Regions from separate parts of the Pan troglodytes genome. Here regions 2 and 3 are each linked to region 1. A link is a contact called in public Hi-C and HiChIP or PLAC-seq data. All regions are on one chromosome and are shown on one strand. The core of a region is the stretch at or near the end of the contact, and the rest is flanking DNA. Distances in the headings are between cores, read along the strand shown.

Region 1 (3,102 bases), core at 183-2,682:
TAAAATACAAAAATTAGGCTGGGCACAGTAGTGGTTCATGCCTGTAATCCCAGCAGTTTGAGAGGCCGAGGTGGGCGGATCACTTGAGGTCAGGAGTTTGAGACCAGCCTGGCCAACATGGTGGAACCCCGTCTCTACTAAAAATACAAAAATTAGCCTGGCATGGTGGCGAATGCCAGTAACTGTGGTCCCAGCTACTGGTGGGGCTGAGGCAGGAGAATCACTTGCACCCGGGAGGTGGAGGTTGCAGTGAGCTGAGATTGTGCCACTGCACTCCAGCCTGGGTGACAGGGCGACGCTCCATCTTAAAAAAAAAAAAAAAAAAAAAAAAAATTTAAAAAATGAAAGTAGTTACATTTAGTAGAAGTCACACTTTCTGATATTTGGTTTTGCGTGTTTCCTACACGCAAATGCGTAGTTTCCTACCCACCACTATGATCACGATATGATTAAAAAAAAATAAAACATGCCGGGTGCGGTGGCTCACGCCTGTAATTCCAGCACTTTGGGAGGTCAAGGTGGGCGGATCACCTGAGGTCGGGAGTTCGACAGCAGCCTGACCAACATGGAGAAACCTTGTCTCTACTAAAAATACAAAATTAACTGGGCGTGGTGGCGCATGCCTGTAATCCCAGCTACTCGGGAGGCTAAGGCACGAGAATCGCTTGAACCCAGGAGGCGGAGGTTGCGGTGAGCCGAGATCGCGCCATTGCACTCCAGCCTGGGCAACAAGAGCGAAACTGTCTCAAAAATAAATAAATAGATAAATAATAAAACCAAAGCAAAATAAAAAAATATGAATTAGTTCCTTCATTTCCAATGCTCCCCATGCCTCTTGGTGGTCAACCCAGCCCCTAGGAGCCACTGATCTATGTTGCTATAGTCTTACCTGTGACATGTCATATAAATGGGATAACTCAGCCTTTTGAGCCTGGCTTCTTTGCACTGCAGCCAATTTTCTCTTGCTGAGATTATCCAGCTAAAGTTACATAGGAGCTGGCCCGGCACAGCGACCCCTTTCGGCCAGGTGCGAAACGGCAGGCCCGACGGTCCCCACGCAGCTCCTAAGAGGATCAACAGAGGGCGCAGTGCGCCCGGAACGCCCAGCCCCTGCGAAAGCGGAGGCTCCTCTCTCGGTCCCTGCGGGACAGCTCAGTTCTCATAGGCCAGAGGCGTGGCTTGGGGGCGGGCCAGGGGAATCCCACCTCCCCTTGCATGCTCAAGCGCGCCGGGCGATGGTAGGCGGTCTCACCCGCAGGCGGTGGAAGTCAGGGGCGCGGCTGCGGCCCCGCCCCTTCCCGGACTCGCCCCGCCCGTCCCCTCGCCGCGCATGTTCCCAGACGCCTCAGGCCATGGCGCGCGCGCTCCCGCCAGCACGCACGTCTGGCCCCGCCCCCGCGCCTGGCGCGCGCGCGCGCTCTCACGCACGATCTGCTCCCGGACTCCTTCAGCGCGCTGCCCGCCTGCCCAGGGCCTTACCGGAGAGCAGGTGACGGCGGCCTCCGGGCACTGAGCTCGCGCTGACGAAAGGTTCTGGAAGCCGCCGTAAAAACTAATCAAGAAACGGGTGACAGGACTTTTCGTAAAACATTTAATTTTTACCCAAAGTATCCGAAACATTGCCGTGTCAATCTGAGTGCGATGGGAGACTGCCGGCCCCAAGGAGCTGCTCGTCCTTCTGCCGAGTCCCGGGCCAGACCCGCGGAGGAGACCGCCGCGCCGGAGGAGACCGCCGCGCCGGAGCTCGGACCTGACGTTTTTGTGAAGCACAGGGGGCGTGGGAGGGACCGGATCAATGCGGCACTCAACAAAACCTGTTTTTAAAAGAGTCGTGCTGTGTCGCCCAGGATGGAGTGCAGTGACGCGATCTCGGCTCACTGCAGCCTCCATCTTCCGGGCTCAAGCAAGCCTCCCGCCTCAGCCTCCTGAGTAGCTGGGATTACAGGCACACACCTCCAGCTCGGCTGTTTTAATTTTTTTTTTTTTAGACGTAATTTAGCTCATGTTGACCAGGCTGGAGTGCAGTGGCGCGATCTCGGCTCACCGCAACCCCCGCCTCCCGGGTTCAAGCGATTCTTCCGCCTCAGCCTCCTGAGTAGCTGGGATTGCAGGCATGCGCCACCACGCCCGGCTAATTTTGTACTTATAGTAGAGACGGGGTTTCTCCATGTTGGTCAGGCTGGTCTCGAACTCGCGACCTCAGGTGCTCCGCCCGCCTTGGCCTCCCAAAGTGCTGGGATTACAGGCGTGAGCCACCTCTGCAGGGCCAAAAGCCTTTTATTGGAGTACTGGGTAACACATTCAGAAGAGGGTGCATAGCTTAGGCGCTCCGTGAATTTTCACAAACTGAACATACACCCAGGTAGCCAACACCCCCAGCAAGCCCCAGAATCCCCTCATGCTTGCTTTCTGCCACTATCAAGCAGTTTGCTTTCTTTCAGATTTTTAAGTTTTGAAATAATTATCGAAATGTACAGGGAGAAGTCTGGGTTGGTGGTTCTAACCTGTAGTCTCAGCTACTAGAGAGGCTGAAGGGGGAAGATGGCTTTAGCCCTGGATTTCTAGACTAGCCTGGACAACATAGCAAGACCTCATCTCTATTTGTTTTTGAGACAGAGCCTCGGTTTGTCACCCATGCTGGAGTGCAGTGGACCTCTGCCTCCCGGGTTCAAGTGATTCTTCTGTCTCAGCCTCCCGAGTTATTTGGGATTACAGGTGTGCGCCACCACGCCCAGCTAATTTTTTTGTATTTTTAGTAGAGACGGGTTTCACCATGTTGGCCAGTCTAGTCTTAAACTTCTGACTTCAGGTGATCTGCCCGTCTCGGCCTCCCAAAGTGCTGGGATTACAGACGTCACCCACTGCTCTTGGCCTATCTTTTTTTTTTTTTTTTTTTTTTAAAGAGATGTATAGGGAGATCACCCAGTATCCCTCAGTGTTAACATCTTGCATAGCTACAGTTAGCATAGAAACCAGGTAATTGACATTGGTACTGTACATGGGACTTACTCAGATTTACACGTTTTTTAATGTTTTATTTGTATGTAGTTCTCTATTCTCTACCATTTTTATGAGAGTTCCAGTTGCCTTGCATTCTCACCA
Region 2 (3,102 bases), core at 159-2,658, 370 kb after region 1:
GGGGCGGGGAGTGCGGCCTGGGCGTCCAGGCTTAAGCCCCGATGCGGGGGCCCTTCTCCGCCCAGGCCGGCCCTGGCCACCCCGCTCTCACAGGTGAGGGTGTCTGCCCTGCCGCCTTGGGATGCGAACAGGCGTGAGGCCCCCTCACTCCCTAGTGTCACGAGGTAGGGCGGGACCCGAATCCCGGCCCTGCCACTTCCTGCCTCGACCACTTTGGAGCAGTTGCTCGCCCCCCGCCTCAGTTTCCCCATCCGCCCACCTCGTCGGCAGGACCCAAGGGCGGTCTGTAACCTGCAGAGGCCATTCCACTTCCCTGGCCGGCGGCGAAGGCTAGTGGCGCGGCCTGGGCTGGGGTCGCCCCGACCGTTCCCGACCGACGCCACCTAGGAGGGTCTGGGGAAGGGACGCAAGGAGCTGGGAACACGCAGCGCCGCCCCAGCGGGACGGGCGGGCCCGGGCTGGCGTCGAATCCGCGCCCGAGAGCCCAGCCCGCGGCCAGGCCGCCGCTCCCGGAGCCCGCTGGGGCCTGGAGCCCCGGCCCTCTACGCCTGGTCGCCATCAGAACAAAAGCTGTGGCTCAGCCCGGAGCCCAGGCGCCCCGCAGGCCTGGCCCGCGCCCGGCCGCCCGCTTCCCTACGCTTGGCGGCCGCGCCTTCAGCCCTTCGGCCCGAGCACGCTCGGCTCTTTCCGCCACGGCCGGCGCAGGTGGAGGGGGCGGGGCGGGGGCCGTGCGTGGTGACGCCGCGGGGGGGTGACGCACCGGCGTGCCCCGCCCCCACCCCCTCCCCGTTCAGGCTCTGGAAAGAGAAGAAAAAAAACTTTCTTTTTTTTTTAATTGAGGAATCAACAGCCGCCATCTTGTCGCGGACCCGACCGGGGCTTCGAGCGCGATCTACTCGGCCCCGCCGGTCCCGGGCCCCACAACCGCCCGCGCACCCCGCTCCGCCCGGCCGGCCCGCTCCGCCCGGCCCTCGGCGCCCGCCCCGGCGGCCCCGCTCGCCTCTCTGCTCGGCCTCCCGGAGCCCGGCGGCGGCGGCGGCGGCAGCGGCGGCAGCGGCGGCGGCGGCGGAACGGGGGTGGGGGGGCCGCGGCGGCGGCGGCGACCCCGCTCGGCGCATTGTTTTTCCTCACGGCGGCGGCGGCGGCGGCGGCGGGCCGCGGGCGGGGAGCGGAGCCCGGAGCCCCCTCGTCGTCGGGCCGCGAGCGAATTCATTAAGTGGGGCGCGGGGGGGGAGCGAGGCGGCGGCGGCGGCACCATGTTCTCGGGGACTGCCTGAGCCGCCCGGCCGGGCGCCGTCGCTGCCAGCCGGGCCCGGGGGGGCGGCCGGGCCGCCGGGGCGCCCCCACCGCGGAGTGTCGCGCTCGGGAGGCGGGCAGGGGATGAGGGGGCCGCGGCCGGCGGCGGCGGCGGCGGCGGCCGGGGGCGGGCGGTGAGCGCTGCGGGGCGCTGTTGCTGTGGCTGAGATTTGGCCGCCGCCTCCCCCACCCGGCCTGCGCCCTCCCTCTCCCTCGGCGCCCGCCCGCCCGCTCGCGGCCCGCGCTCGCTCCTCTCCCTCGCAGCCGGTAGGGCCCCCGACCCCCGTCCGGGCCCTCGCCGGCCCGGCCGCCCGCGCCCGGGGCTGTTTTCGCGAGCAGGTGAAAATGGCTGAGAACTTGCTGGACGGACCGCCCAACCCCAAAAGAGCCAAACTCAGCTCGCCCGGTTTCTCGGCGAATGACAGCACAGGTGAGGAGGGGGTCCGGGGCGGCGGGGACCCGGGGCGCGCTGTCACCCCCACCTGAAAGAGAGCGTCCGGGGGTCGTGGTCGCGGATACCGATCGAGCCGGGAGCTCGGAGCAGGCCCCGCAGCCCGTTCCCCTCGCCCCGCGCGGGAGGGTGGAAGTTCGTCGCAGGACTTGTCACTGGGCCCGAGTTGGTCAGCACACGCCCGGTGCACTCGGCCTCCCCGCACCCGATCAGCCCTCCTCGCGGGGACCCTAGTGGCACTCCAGGAGGGAAGAAGTAAAGTGCAGCGTGTGGGTTTTTTTGGTAATGCCCTACGCATCCATCCGCGGCCGTGTCCACACGCGTGGCCGTCCAGAGGAATGACAGCGGAGGGTACCTTTGATGCTTAGAGAAAGCAAGATCGCGGCCAAAGGTAGGGCAGTGTGTTTTCTGGATTGGCGACACATTGACCAGGCTGCAGTCAGAGGACACTCACAGCAGCCGCCAGCTTGCGAGTTAGAACCGAAGTTTCTTGGAATGAGTGAGTTCCTTGGAAAGATGCTTAGTGCTTATTTTCAAAACTCCTTGTTTTGTGTGTGTGTGTGTGTGTGTGTGTGCGTGTGTGTTTTTAGTCAACTAGTCATTCCATTTTTCAAAACCCAAACTTCGTTAGCAAGATGTCATGAAAGTTGCTGTGGTGTGTTTCATTTCCATGTATAACTTCAAAAGAAAGTTAAACAGCAGATTTAAGTTCATTTGGGCTGCAATCTACATTTGAGTTTGTGTTGCTTTCACAGTGTAGATGTACAAAGAATTATGTTAAGGAATGTAGGAATTCCAATTTTTCAAAAAAATGTAGCAGGATACTGAATAAATCATCTTTTTGTTTGTTTGTTTCCTTTCATTAGACGGCTTCCCTGGAAACTTTCTTAAGTTATCATAGCTGCTTAAGAGAAGTATTTAGTTTTCTATTAATTCAGTAATTCTGGGTCCCACTGCGCTGGTTCATAGTAACATGAACTAGTTGTATTTCCTCTTTTAGAGCTCTCTCCTTTGCCGCAAAAACTTGTGTGCCGCTGCGAACAATTCCATCTCCAGCGCAGCTTGCATTTCTCCAGTAGTCTTGCAGTGGTAGCATCTGAAAATCAGTTTCTAATGAATGAGTCCAAATTGAATTACGTCGCTGCCTTCAGATTTGCACTAGACACAGCTGTTCAACTTGTGGAAATAGTTCTGTGACCGACCACTAGCATATTAAAAAAACTGCTATTGCTGTTGAAACAAAACTTGAATTTTGTGGCTTAAGTTTGAATACAATTCCTGGAATCAAGTTATGATAAGCGACGTTTAATATTAATGTAGAAGTGAAAAGCGATTTTTAAAGATTAAGGAGATTC
Region 3 (3,102 bases), core at 221-2,720, 310 kb after region 1:
ACATTGTACAAAGATATTTATTTTCGTTATGTCTTTATTCTATTAGCTTTTTTTTTTTTTTTTTGAGATAGGGTCTCACTCTGTCACCCAGGCTGGAGTGCAGTGGCACAGTCTTGGCTCACTGCAGCCTTGACCTCCCAGGCTCAAGCGATCTTCCCACCTCAGCCTCTCAAATAGCTGGGACTACAGACGCACATCACCACTCCCGGCTAATTTTTGTATTTTATGTAGAGACAGGGTTTCGCCACCTTACCCAGGCTGGTCTCAAACTCCTGAGCTCAAGCAGTCCACCCACTTCTGCCTCCCAAAGTGCTGGGATTACAGGTGTGAGCCACTGCACCTGACCCTATTAACTTTTTTCTTCTTCTAGAAGGAGTCTCGTTCTGTTGCCCAGGCTGGAGCGCTGTGGCGCGATCTCAGCTCACCGCAACCTCCGTCTCCTGAGTTCAAGCAATTAATTCTCCCTGCCTCAGCCTCCCAAGTAGCTGGGATTACAGGCGTCCACCACGATGCCCGGCTAATTTTTGTATTTTTTAGTGGAGATGGGGTTTCACCATGTTGGCCAGGCTGGTCTCAAACTCCTGACCTCAGGTGATCTGCCCGCCTCGGCCTCCCAAAGTGCTGGGATTACAGGCGGGAGCCACTGTGCCTGGACAGCCTTTTCTATTAATTTTTTTTAAACTTTTTAAACTTTTTCATTAAAAACTAAGACACACATACACATTAGCCTAGGCCTACCCAGGGTCACGATCATGAATGTCACTGTCTTCCACCTCCACATCTCGTCCCACTGGAAGGTCTTCAGAGGCAATGTGTATGCAGACTGTCATCTCCTGTGATAATAATGCTTCCTTCTAGAATACCTCCTGAAAGGCCTGCCCGAGGCTGTTTTACGGGTAACTGTAAAAAAATATGAGTGCACTCTAAGGAACAATAAGGGCCAGGCACCATGGCTCAGGCCTGTAATCCCAGCACTCTGGGAGGCCAAGGTCAGAGGATCGCTTGAGCTCAAGAGTTCAAGGCCAGCCTGGGCAACTTCGTCAAACCTTGTCTCTACTAAAAATTTTTTAAAAATAGCCAGGAGTGGTGGCGCACACCTGTAGTCTCAGCTACTCAGGAGGCTGAGGCAGAAGGATTGTTTGAGCTCCAGAGGCCAAGCCTACAGCGAGCTATGGTCACACCACTGTACTCCAGCCTAGGCAACAGAGCGAGACCCTGTCTCTATAAAAACAAAACAAAATGAAATGAAAAAAGTATAGTGTAGTAAATACCTAAGCCAGTAACACAGTTGTTTATTATCATTACCGAGTATTATGTACGGTGCATAATTACATGTGCTAGACTTTTATATGACTGGCAGCACGGTAGGTTGGTTTACACCAGCATCACCACAAACTCGTGAGGAATGCGTTCCCCTATGAAGTCTCTAGGCCATAAGAATGTTAAGAATTTTTCAGCTCCGTGAAAATCTTATGGGACCACGGTCCTATATGCAGGCTGTTGACCCAAACCTCTATGGGGCGCACGACTGTCCATCCCTCCCAGGGACCGGGCGAAGTGCTGGGCCTTGAGAAGGCATTGCATGGCACCGCCCAAGGATCCTGTAACTGCGCCACGCAGGGGTCGATGATCTGCCTGCGCCAGAGCAGGGAGACCCCGGCGGGCCCCAGGTCTCCCCAGGGTGAGCCTGGCGCGCTCTCGGGCGCCACCTAGCGCCAACCAGAGCCGGAGCGCTCAGACTTGCGACCCCAAACGAGGCCCCGCGGCTTCAGAAGTCCCAAGCTCCGGGACTGAGCGAGCGTGGCCTGGGCATCCTGGGATTCAGAGCCAGCCTCTGGCCGCCCTCGGGACAGGCGTCCACAGCCAGCGTCCCCCACGCGGCGTCCTGCCTGGGGTCCAGGCGCTCCCCCTGTTGGGTTTCTGGAGGCACCGTGCCAGAGGTGGGACGGGCGCTGGCTCAGGAACAGGGATGGGGTCCTAGTTCCTCAGTCCTCCCGGCACCCCTTTCTTCATGCAGGCGGAAGTGGCTCCAGTGCCACTCAGGGGCTCTTCCAGCTCGGCAAGCCCGGGGCCAGTTGCATAGACCGCCTTCAGCCCCTGACCCATCCTTGGAAACCGCCCGGACTCCTGCAGTTTCTTAACTGTGCAGGTCACAGCGGAGTCACTGTGGAACTTAAAAAAAAAAAAAAAAAAAGACAAGTATCTGGGCCCCACTTTAGACCAGTCGAATTGGGAGTAGGGGCGCTGGACGTCAGTATCGTTCCCGTTCACCAGGCGTTCCCGTTCACCAGGCGATCCCAATGCACTGCTAAGCATTGAGAACGCCGCCTTACGCTTAGCGCGCGTCCCCTGTGCACGCCTATGCACTCCTTTCCTGCAAAATCTCACCTTGCCCTAGAAAGCATCCGCTTGGGGTCTAGCTCTGGCGTGTCTGACGGTACCTCTCTCACCCTGGATGGTGGAGGCGGTGAGGGAGGTGGAGAGGGGCTTCTTTTAACCAGAGGCCTGAGAAGCAGCACCCTCTTTGCTCCAACTCCTCGTTAGCGCAAAGCCAGGACTAGAATCTGGATCTTTGAATTTCCTGTCCAGTGGATGTTGCCAGATTTAGCAAATAAAAATACAGGGTGTACATGTAACTATGAGGGTGAGATCAACAATGAGTAATTTTTGTAGTATAAGTATATCCCAAATAGTGCATGAGTTGGGATATACTTAGACTAAAAAAAATAATTTGACATTTGAAATTCAAATTTAGGCCGGGCGCAGTGGCCCACGCCTGTAATCCCAGCACTTTGGGAGGCCAAGGCGGGAGGATCACCTGAGGTCAGGAGTTCGAGACCAGCCTGGCCAACATGGTGAAACCCCCATCTCTACTAAAAATACAAAAATTAACCGGTCATGGTGGCATGTGCTTGTGATCCCAGCTACTTGGGAGGTTGAGGCAGGAGAATCGCTTGAACCTGGGAGGTAGAGGTTGCTGTGAGCCAAGATCATACCACTGCACTCCAGCCTGGATGACAGAGTGAGAGTCCACCTCAAAAAAATAATAATTAATTAATTAAACAGGGTACACTGTATTTTTTCAGGCAAAATTACATCTAT

What was found. Hi-C and Micro-C count contacts between places; a contact is called where the count stands out from the background. HiChIP or PLAC-seq counts read pairs in DNA pulled down with a chosen protein or histone mark.
Region 2: an H3K4me3 HiChIP or PLAC-seq map of stem cell-derived excitatory neurons shows a contact between it and region 1, with 5 times the contacts expected there. The contact joins the promoter of CREBBP here to the promoter of SRL in region 1. A contact is called at or near these places in 1 of 7 Hi-C or Micro-C datasets (stem cell-derived neural progenitor cells) and 1 of 1 datasets of contacts at active chromatin or transcription factors (stem cell-derived excitatory neurons).
Region 3: a Hi-C map of stem cell-derived neural progenitor cells shows a contact between it and region 1, with 5 times the contacts expected there. The contact joins the enhancer-like site here to the promoter of SRL in region 1. A contact is called at or near these places in 1 of 7 Hi-C or Micro-C datasets (stem cell-derived neural progenitor cells) and 1 of 1 datasets of contacts at active chromatin or transcription factors (stem cell-derived excitatory neurons).

The regions. Positions count from the first base shown.
Region 1 is chr18:6,899,575-6,902,676 of NHGRI_mPanTro3-v2.0_pri, reverse strand. It overlaps SRL (sarcalumenin), which reads left to right and starts at 1,432. Exons shown (of 8, transcript XM_063797662.1): 1 at 1,432-3,102.
Region 2 is chr18:6,527,070-6,530,171 of NHGRI_mPanTro3-v2.0_pri, reverse strand. It overlaps CREBBP (CREB binding protein), which reads left to right and starts at 1,408. Exons shown (of 31, transcript XM_523285.8): 1 at 1,408-1,726. The coding sequence starts at 1,642.
Region 3 is chr18:6,586,404-6,589,505 of NHGRI_mPanTro3-v2.0_pri, reverse strand. No RefSeq gene overlaps it. Among named protein-coding and RNA genes, the nearest start is that of CREBBP, 59 kb to the right of the region's middle. Within about 2 kb of position 1,470, at least 9 of the 24 cell types and tissues checked have an H3K27ac peak or open chromatin away from gene starts, as enhancers often do. A contact at or near this core is called in stem cell-derived neural progenitor cells, where this site is marked.